Regions from separate parts of the Mus musculus genome. Here region 1 is linked to region 2. A link is a contact called in public Micro-C data. All regions are on one chromosome and are shown on one strand. Each heading gives the region's core, a stretch centred on a gene start, on an enhancer-like site or on the middle of the called end of the contact. The rest is flanking DNA. Distances are from core to core; before and after follow the strand shown. Region 1 overlaps Gm46879 (a long non-coding RNA gene). Region 2 has its middle 94 kb from the start of Gm35008.

Region 1 (5,133 bases), core at 195-2,694, 160 kb after region 2:
GGGTGATAATACAATGTCTGACCAAATTCTAACTTACATTACTAAGTTGTTGAAGAAGTGGATGATAATAATGAGCCTCTTGTCCATGACACACGACCATCTGTTAGGACCACTAGGGACCAAGGAGCAATGCATTTGATTGAGCAGATAAAGAAAAATTATATAGCAGAAGTTTAAAAGAGAACTGGATGAGTTGTTGTATGCTTTTGAATATTTTACATAAGAAAGCATGTCTCCATGTGCAGTAAACAGTGTAGCACAATCTCTATGGAGCTCCTGTAGAAGAAAGTTCCTGCTGGTTTAGGCCACAGTACAGGCTGGAGTGAAACTTAACTTGAAACAATTTGTATGAAGTTGGATGTTCATCGGACCTTGAAAATGGTCAATTATATGCTTGTTGAATGAATGAATTTGTGTCCTGGCAAAAATAAAAATTTATGCCAAGGATAAGATATGCTAGTAGAACGGTGGATGGCCTCTTCTTCATGGTTTCTTCTGTGTGCCGTGTTTAGTCTTGCCTGTGCATCATGTTTCTCACCTGCCCAAGGTAGTCACTGACAGTAAGGGAGTTACAAGAAGAGAGGTGGTACCACACCAGGATTACTATTAAATCACAAAATCCTTATGTCTCAAGCATCTTTGGAAATTTTCTGGCCATATAGTTTTGTTTTGTTTTGTTTTTTTAAGTCAGGAACTGAGCAGTCCTGCCCCAAATTAAATCCTAATAAAACTTTGACAAAAATAAAAGAAAGAAGAAAGAGAGGGGGGAGGGGAGGGAGGGAGGGAGCAAGAAAAGGAGGGAGGAAGGAAGGAAGGGAGGGAGGGAGGGAGGGAGGGAGGGAGGGAGGGAGGGAGGGAGGGAGGGAGGGAGGGAAGAAACTAAGACAGATGTTTGTGTGTGAGTACCTCTGTGGTATATCTCCAACTCTCAATACCTATAAATTAAGTATACTTGATTAAGTATATTAAATTTATTTAATTTAAGTATATTAAAATCACCTTTTTCTTCTTTTCTCTTATGTACTACTAATTGGTCTCTTATGTAGTACAAACATCGTGTGGTATGCGTGTGTGTGTGTGTGTGTGTGTGTGTGTGTGTGTGTGTGTGTGTTAGGGCTGGGAATTGAACTTAGGGTCTTAACACATGTTTTAATAGCTTCACTTGGTGAGTTTAAACCATGGCAATGCTGTCTGACCCACTGAGCACAGTTGCCAAGGTTTTGAATTTCACTGCTAAAGTACATGTAATCTGAAAATCCTGCTCCTCTTGGCGTTCGATATTACCTTGTTCAACTAAAAGCCTGTTGTGCTAATGAAGGCATCTACCCAGATTGGGAATGAGCCTCCTCTAGAAATCAGTAGGAAACAGGGTGCTGGGCTTCCCTCACTGCTGTTATCTCCTGGATTTCCTTTGCCTAAGTTTTATCTTTTGAAAAGGCTCAGAGCACGGCAGCGCCTCCTGCACATTCCTGGAATCAGCTGCAGGCTTTGTGGGTGAGTAAAAGTCTGTGGTCTTTCCTGATAAATCAGCGGAGGAACAATTGCTAAATTACACTCCATCTCCTAGGAGGAAAGAAAGCATAATGTAGCCAGAGCTGTTTAAGAAGCCAGGCTTAGTCTGAGCTAAGTATACATTGCATTTGAAATGTCCCTCAAGTCCCATGTGCTAAAGATTATCTTCTAGAGTGGTACTATTCCTAGGCTAGGGAAAAGTCTAGTCTTTAAGAGGTAGCTTGTGTTGGTCACTGAAGTCATGTCCTCAAAAGAGGTTATGATTCCTAGAAGATAAAAAGACAATCTACAGAATATAATAATGGGAACCTAGTGGGCAATTAGTATGTAACAGTGACAGAATATATATATCTCAGGACTGGGAGAGCTAGCTCAGTAGGCAAAACACTTGCCTCCCAAACATGAAAATCTGAGTTTTAATCTCAGAACCCATACTTGTAATTGTCCATACTTGTAATTACAGCTCTAGGGAGGCAGAGATGGGAGGATTCCTGGAGCTCCCTGAGCAGCTGGCCTAGCCCAGTGGATGAGCTCTGTGCCAATAAAAGGGTCTGTCTCAAAGGAGCTGGGCAGGATTCCAGAGCATAATAGTTTCAGTTGTCCTCTGACCTCCATGTGTTTCATGTACACATGGACTCGTGTACTGTTCTTCATGCACTCACATGCATGTTACATAAACACACAACACTTCCTTCCCTCCCCAAAAGCTGCTCCATACAGTCAAAGCTTTATTAAAGAAAATCTCGTCTCTCTTGAAACATCAAAATATTTTCTTATTAAATTGAGTCTATATGAGGACTTGTCAATAGAAAAATCGTTGCAATTTGCAACCTTGTTTCTTTCTGTTGTGTTATATCCTTGTTAGCAGTATGGTGCTCAGTAAGTTAGAGGAATTCAATAAACAACTATTGAGAAAAGGAATGTGAAAATGAGTGAGCTAGTTATAAAAGACATTTTACATAGCATCTATGAGCATCCTCTGTCACTAATGTTCCAGAAGATACAAGGAAAACACACTTGAGGAAAAAACAAAAGCCTGGCCCTTACCATAACTTTATGCACTTCCAGAATGAACCAACATGAAGAAGAACACAAAATTACAGGTAACACTAGAGGAATTATACACTTCTAAACATCTTCACCATCTTTCTTGATTTGCACAGACATAGAACTATTATAAAATCTCTGTACTAGTTTTTAGAAGTTTTTTGGTGCATCTGGTCCCAACTCCCCTGGTCTCTGTCCCATGTTAATCTGTGTTCTCCTGGTCTCTGTCCCATGTTAATATGTGTTCTGACACCTTCTTCCATGCTGTAAACTGGCTTCATCAAACAACTTCACCTCATGGTTATTGTTGAGTTTTCAGTTGGGACCAACCAGCTGGAGTTGAATTTTTTTTTCTTTACGCTGTACAAATTGTCATACATTAAAGCTGAATTTCAAAAACATCTAAGCTGTGTCAGATCTAGGTTCAGGACTCCATGCATTTAATTAGTCATTAAGACATTCTCCAGGAGACTTCAATGTTCTCATCCCTTTCTGTTGACAGATACTTGTGACAGATACTTTACCACTCAGCTGCAGAATGAATTACACCGTGAAATTTCTTCAAATTAATAGTATAGTTGACAAAGCTATCCAAAATACATGAACAACTCTTAGGTAGAAACAGAAGAGCAGTGGTTTTCAGGGTCTAAGAGGGAAATGAGAGAATGATTGCTCAAAGAACCCAGGGCCCCTTTCATGGTGATAAAAAAAAAAAAATGGAGCATGCTAAAGTATGTGATGGTTTCAAAATGCTATCAATGTACTAAAAGCTCTTTAGTTTTACAAGGGTCAATTTTGTGTGATATGAGTTTTACTTTAATTAAAAATGTGACCCAAGGAAACCTGAAACTAAATGTCCTATCATAAACTAATACATAAAAAGGAGAATGCTCCAGTAGCTGTGAGTATAATATGAAGTACCCAGGAGTCCATGCAATTCACTTTGCCCCACTTCAGAATCAAGAAGAAAACTCATCTTTAATAACACAAAAAGCAATGTGAAGTCAGTAGGGTTTAGCCAACATGAATTTTTTTAAACCCATGTTATATAATCTATTCAAAGAATTTTTCTGGATCTGAGATGAAACCACAGAATGAAGACACTGCTATGACTCTGAAATACCCAAAATATAAGATCCAGTGTTTAAATTTTTTAGACTTGTTTGAAGTATATGAACACTTTGCTTTCACATATGCGTGTATTCCCTGTGTGTGCCTGGTGACCAAGGAAGTCAAATCACCTGGAACTGGAGTTACAGATGGTTGTGAGCTAACACGTGGGTACTGGAAACTGGACCTGGAGCCTCTGTAACAGCAGCAAATGCACCCAATCACTGAACCATCTATCCAGCGCAAGGTCCATTTGTCAACGTTTCTGCGAGTCTAGAACGAGAGAGAGAGAGAGAGAGAGAGAGAGAGAGAGACAGAGAGACAGAGAGACAGAGAGACAGAGAGACAGAGAGAGACAGAGAGAGAACAGATTACTAAAGTGAGAAAAATAGAGCTGCAAAAGAGAAAAGTAAAGGGAGAGATGGCAACTTCTTCAAACCCATGTATTAGTCACAGTCCAGTTACGATTTAAGGCAAGAAGCTGCAGCTGTGAAGGGGAGGATAGAGGGAGGACATGATTATTATTTTAAATGTATTTATATTAAATCATTACTGAAAGGGGCGGAACAGGACTAGGAATTTGCAGCTGGGAGTAGGGCAGTGGGAACTTAATTCTCTCCTTAGAAATAGATGTGCTAACTAGGTCTCCAAATAGGTCAGAGGGGGCATCCTCTGCATCTGGAAGTGGGAGGACCACTGGAGAATGCTAGAGTGTCTGCTTGTCACTTTAAAATATGCTCCTTCCTTCTCAGTGCAGACATCACTTACAAGATGCAAAGCACAGGGCAATGAGGGTCTAGATAGGGAATCATCCTCACAGTTAGGCGACTTTGTTTTCTCAGCTCTAAGGAATACCATAGGATTTGTTACTCCATGTTAATCTTCTCATTTATTAATGTATTTGCTGGCGGGGGTGGGGGGGAGTTCCAACATTCATAGCATTCTTTGGAAATTAGGGAATTTCTTTAGGACAGAAGCCATTTCCAGGTAAATTTCTTTCTTTTCTTTTTTCCTAAGTAACATGAAATATTTTTATCTAGCATGGATACAAATCATAGCATCTTTAATGTTTATTGTGTGTTAGATGCAGTGTAGGATTCTTAGAATAGAGCTAAGCACAACAAAATGCAGGCCGATTTTCCTGCAGCACATGATCTCTAGATGGGAAATAACAGAGAAATAGACTATTGGATTTCACTTTGTGAGACAGTGAAAGAGCTACAGGAAAATAAGAGGAAAAGGAGTGTTGGGGGTGATAGAGATTTCCCAGAAGGCCTCTGGTTAACTGAGAATATTGTCACTCAGCAGGAAAAGGTGCTATTTTTAATTGCAAAGTTATGAATTGCTGGGGCTGGAAGAATTGTTCACTCAATAAAGCACTTGACATGCAAACAAAGGAATCAAAGTTCAGTCACCACTCACATCTTCATGCGAAGTGTGGGGGGGAAAGACTCTTTAATTCCA
Region 2 (4,727 bases), core at 2,142-4,641:
CAATTCAACATCCCCAAACTAGTGATTTTGCTTCAAATATACTAGATTAATTTTTAATGAAAGTCCAAGTAGATATAAGCCTGAAATTAATTTTTTGTTTTGAATTCAAAGAAGGTAACTTATCTAATTTTTAACGTATTTGTTACAGGTATGCCAGTATATTTGCTTACTGATATCATGGAAGACAAGTATGAATGGCTTATGCTCCTTCAAGCAGTTCTAATCAAACTCAGCAGGTGAAAGATAGTAGAAAGAAAGAGGGTAGTAGTAGGGGCCTGTTGAGAAGAGGAATGGTATTAGTGGAAGCGAGAAAGCAATGAGAGAGCCTAGTAGAGGTAAAAATGTCTAACATATATTATGTGCATGAATGAAACTGTTGATGAATAAATATTATTTGAAATTAATATTCTGGGGAAAAAGAAAGGAAATAAGAAACAGAGAAAAGTTAGTATTTCACTATTCTTGCTCACACAGCACTTCATCCCTTTCTTCTGAATTTGGTTCAAAGGTGAGTAGGGTAACCTTGTAAGACCCATTGGAGACTGTGAGACCAAGAGTTTCTGTGTTTATTATCTCAGTTTGTGTGCAGGCAAAGGTTTGTAAATATCAAAGGCCTCTTGTTTCTACGTGGTAAAATAAGAAAGGAGAGGAGACAGAGGAGAGAAGAGGGGAAACGGGTAAATGGAAATGAGTGGAGGAGAGGGTAGGGGAGAGAGACAGAGGAAAAGAGGAGAAGTGAAGAGAGAGAAAAGGAAGGAGTAAGATCTGAAGGCAGTAGCCGGATCCTTGAATATAGGATTTCCTGAAGAGAGCGATAGGTTATGGGAGCAATGAGCCTATAATTATTTGTACTCTCTCCTAATCTCACTGTGGTTGGTACCCTGACAACAAGCAATTTAGGGAAGAACGGGCTTATTTGACTTATAATTCCAGGTTACAGTCCAGCATTGCAGGGAAGGCAGACTATCAGGAACTAGAAGTAGCTAGTCTCCTCACAGGAGTCAAGAACAAGAACAATTCATGTGATCATTTGCTTGTTCGTGTTCGGCTTGATTTCTGTTCTCTGACACTATGAAGAACTGTGTGACAGAGGACACATATTAGATAAGCTTGATTTCTCCACACCGCCCAGATAAACTCCCATGGGCCAAGCCAACACACTGTCTACAACCCTGCATTGAGACTCTCCTTTTCTTGCTTGTGCCAAGTTGACAAATTTAAACATGTTATAGCATATAATTACTGTTTTATGAAATTCATATCAATATGATTATGTAACAAGTAAACTAGAAAGACTTATGCTACAACTTAAAGTAGTATACCATAGGTAGGATTAAAACTAGTTTTAACTTTGCTTTTCTTTATAGTTTCTGTTTCCTGGTCTTCGACAGTTCTAATGAACTGCTGTGTAATCTAGATAATTTATTAATGAAAATCTACAAGCTTATGCTTTTGAGTTAACAAGATATCTTCATGTAGCTAGCCCACAGTGCACTCAGCATGTTTCATACTCAGCATCTGTACATTTGACTTCTAATTGTGGTCCTTTAGGCATTTCTGTACTTGTCACTGTATATACTTACCCTCCTACCCAGTGAATTTTCTATTGCGGTGGTAAAACCAAGGCAACCTATGGAAGCACAGGTTTGCTTTGGGCTTATAGTTCCAGAGAGATAAGGTGCCATCACTCTCATGTGAGGGAAACATGGCAGCAAGCACCAGGAATGTCAGTGGGCACAGGGTGTCAGCGGGCACAGCAGCTGAGAATTCACATCTGAAATCCCAGACAGGAAGTAGACATAGAAAAGTTGAAATGACATAAAACTTTTGAAACCTCAAAACCTGATCCCAATGGCATACTTCCTCCAGCAAGGCTACATCTCCTAAGCTTCCCCAAATAAGGCTACCAACCATGGAGAATACAGAGGACCTCTCATTTAAACCAGCACAAGTTCCATTGCACTGTTAGTTTAAATTAATAATAGATGGCCACTTCCATGTGGAATAAAGGAACCTAGTTGTTATTATTACAGTTGTTAAGGTGAGGGGCAGGATAGTAAGCCTTCCTTGGAGGGCACTGGAGTCTTCTCACAAAAAAAATGAAATGTCAGGTTCTTAGGTAAACAACACCAAATTTCTGGGTGTTGGGGTGGGATAGGTGAAACAGGAGATACTCACTCTTGGCGTGGAAACTTATTAGAATTAATTTCTTCTGCCATACAGTTCATTGTAGAGTAAACAAGGTTGGAAAGAAAGTTCCCACAATGCTCTCAATACCCGCAACCAGAACTGGATAAGGTTTCCTAGGGTAATGAATCAAGTAGTAATGAAAAATGCACATATGTTGGCCACTTCCTCAGGTCAGAGATTTGGTAGAAATTGCTACAGCCTCCTTAAAGATACTGTCATTGCTCTGGCACAGATTTTTCCCTTTGTAAAGAGCTGACTGTCATGCAAGGTCTGGCATTCAAAGTAAAGGCTGAAGGAAAACAGCAGTGATGGCTTGGCGTTGCTCTCGCCCAGCCTTGGCTTGGAAGTTTGCTGCTTAACAGGAGGCTTATGAGTTTCTACGGTGTGTTGGGTGGAAACAGTCTATGTCTGGTGAATTTCACAAACAGATGGATATGCTCCTATTTCCAAGCATGCAATTCAGCCACTTGGACCCAGCAATAACTGCCACCCATTTCAAAGGGGCTGGTGTAATGCAGTCCTTCTATCTGAGCTCAGATCTATTACGAAAATCAAGCTGCATGTTTTTCCAGGTGCTACCATCTTGGAAACAAGGCACAGGGGAACTAAAAAATGTGCTTCAGAGCCTAATGTGAAAGCCTCCAATTAGGCTTTTATTCTTAAATCCAGTTACTGCAGGCTCTTTTGGCTAAAGTACACAGATCTACTTAATGTCTTCCAACCCTGTATATGCTGCTTTTACTACTGATGAGTTATTTTGAAAATGTTTTCTAAATGCCATTAAATTAAGTGGATATTTGACATTATAGTCTACTTTCGTTCCCTCCTCCCAACCCCCATCTGAGTGTGAAATTAGGCAATGCCTGTTGATTGTCAGGAAAACGAGTACAGCAGAATGACTACATAGCGAATAGTCTCACTGTCAGAAGATCTCTGAAACCAGACCAGGAAAAACAGCAACATGAAATTAAATGCCATTCGGAGACTCTGAATCCCTGTCTATCTGTCTCTTTATGACATTCTGTATTTCAGGCCAGATCTATTCTGTCCTCAACCCCAAAATGACATGAAGAGCAAAGAACAATTTTCCCACTGAACACTGTTATTCTGAATTATATTTTTAAAGTTTTTTGCCCAAGTTAGTCATATGTCTAAAAATGCATAGAGTATTCTCTTAAGCAAGAGTATGACTCAAATCCTCACCAAAATACTTGCAAAAGGATTCTGGCATGCTCTGTCTTTGAGTGGGGTTGAGCCTGGACCAAATAGTGGCGGAATGTTTTTTAAACAGAGGTTGCTCCTGAGATCCAGGCTTAGTTTATCTGTAGGATGAGGCAGTTCACTGGGCACTACATAAACTGTTCTGTGATACCAGGGAAAATAGAGCAGACACTGAAGGAGTCGACCCATCCTTGCTGCCAAATGTCTCCCCCTTGTCTTCTATGGTGAACTTGGAATCTGACCTTATCTTCTTTACCCCACCCCACCACTTGCCTTCAGTGTTCTCTGCATACAATCATATTTCATCCTGTCTCCCAGACTTTAATACAGCTGATTATAAATCTGGCTATTTCCATAACATTACAAACCTCCCAGCTTGTTCAGCAACCCCTATTCCCCTACTATCATGATCCTACAATGATACTCAACTGGTTTCTAAATGTTTCTGGAAGCTTCTACGGGAAGTTTTCTCTTATTTTCAAGCTGGATATCTTGCCTATTCTTTCCAAATTACTCAGACAAATTATCCATACTAAATAAACAAATTCCCTGTGGATTTTCTGGAAAAGGATGGGTTGGATTTTTAAAAATATGATTACTGTATGGTGCAAAAGCCCTTAAGTTGGTAGCACAGCCATCAAGAACCAGTGTGGCAACCTCCACAGCTAAGATTAAGGGAACATGAGGGACAAGTGGGTAGAAAGTGCCCAAAAGCCAGAGGACCAGGAAGTTTTGCCCTCTGCAAATCCTGTTGCAAGATTGTGTGACATAACAGGGGAGCTAGAACTTTAATACCTCAGTGATATGGCTGCCTAAATAAGATCAGAACAATGGCAATAGCAGCTGACATACTACCATACAGGGAAAGCTCATGAGGCCCCACATTCATAGGAAGAACTTGCTGCAGGCAATCAGTAACTGATAAGAGAGGGAAATTAGCCTTACCCAGGATGAGCCCCATAATTGGTTATCCAATGTCACGTGGTTGGCCATAGAATCATCCACATACAGGCAGCACTGAGCAGCTTAAACAGGTCGCACTTATATATTATGCATATATACGTAACAATATTTATTACAGAAGAAAGAAGTCATGAGTTTGAGAACGATCAAGCAGTGGAACATGGGAGGGGTTGGAGAGAGGTGTAAATGGTATAATTATGTTTAATTTTCAAAACTAGAAAAATTAAAAATGATCCATTGTCACTGGCAAGCTTTACCATGGAAAGACTAAAAGTGATATGATAGGTACCTACAAGTGGCTATTTAAACTGTTTTTAGCAAAAATCTTTTAAAAATACTGCTACTATGCAGCA

Evidence for each region. A called contact is a pair of places that touch in the nucleus more often than the background predicts.
Region 1: a contact with region 2 is called in a Micro-C map of muscle stem cells, with 5 times the contacts expected there. The contact joins two enhancer-like sites. A contact is called at or near these places in 2 of 484 Hi-C or Micro-C datasets (muscle stem cells and nephron progenitors) and 1 of 115 datasets of contacts at active chromatin or transcription factors (embryonic fibroblasts).

What each region holds. Positions count from the first base shown.
Region 1 is chr4:10,403,242-10,408,374 of GRCm38.p6, forward strand. The region is part of intron 2 of Gm46879 (a long non-coding RNA gene); the gene reads right to left. Among named protein-coding and RNA genes, the nearest start is that of Gm46879, 4.2 kb to the right of the region's middle. Within about 2 kb of position 1,445, at least 15 of the 459 cell types and tissues checked have an H3K27ac peak or open chromatin away from gene starts, as enhancers often do. A contact at or near this core is called in muscle stem cells, where this site is marked.
Region 2 is chr4:10,239,705-10,244,431 of GRCm38.p6, forward strand. No RefSeq gene overlaps it. Among named protein-coding and RNA genes, the nearest start is that of Gm35008, 94 kb to the left of the region's middle. Within about 2 kb of position 3,392, at least 18 of the 459 cell types and tissues checked have an H3K27ac peak or open chromatin away from gene starts, as enhancers often do. A contact at or near this core is called in muscle stem cells, where this site is marked.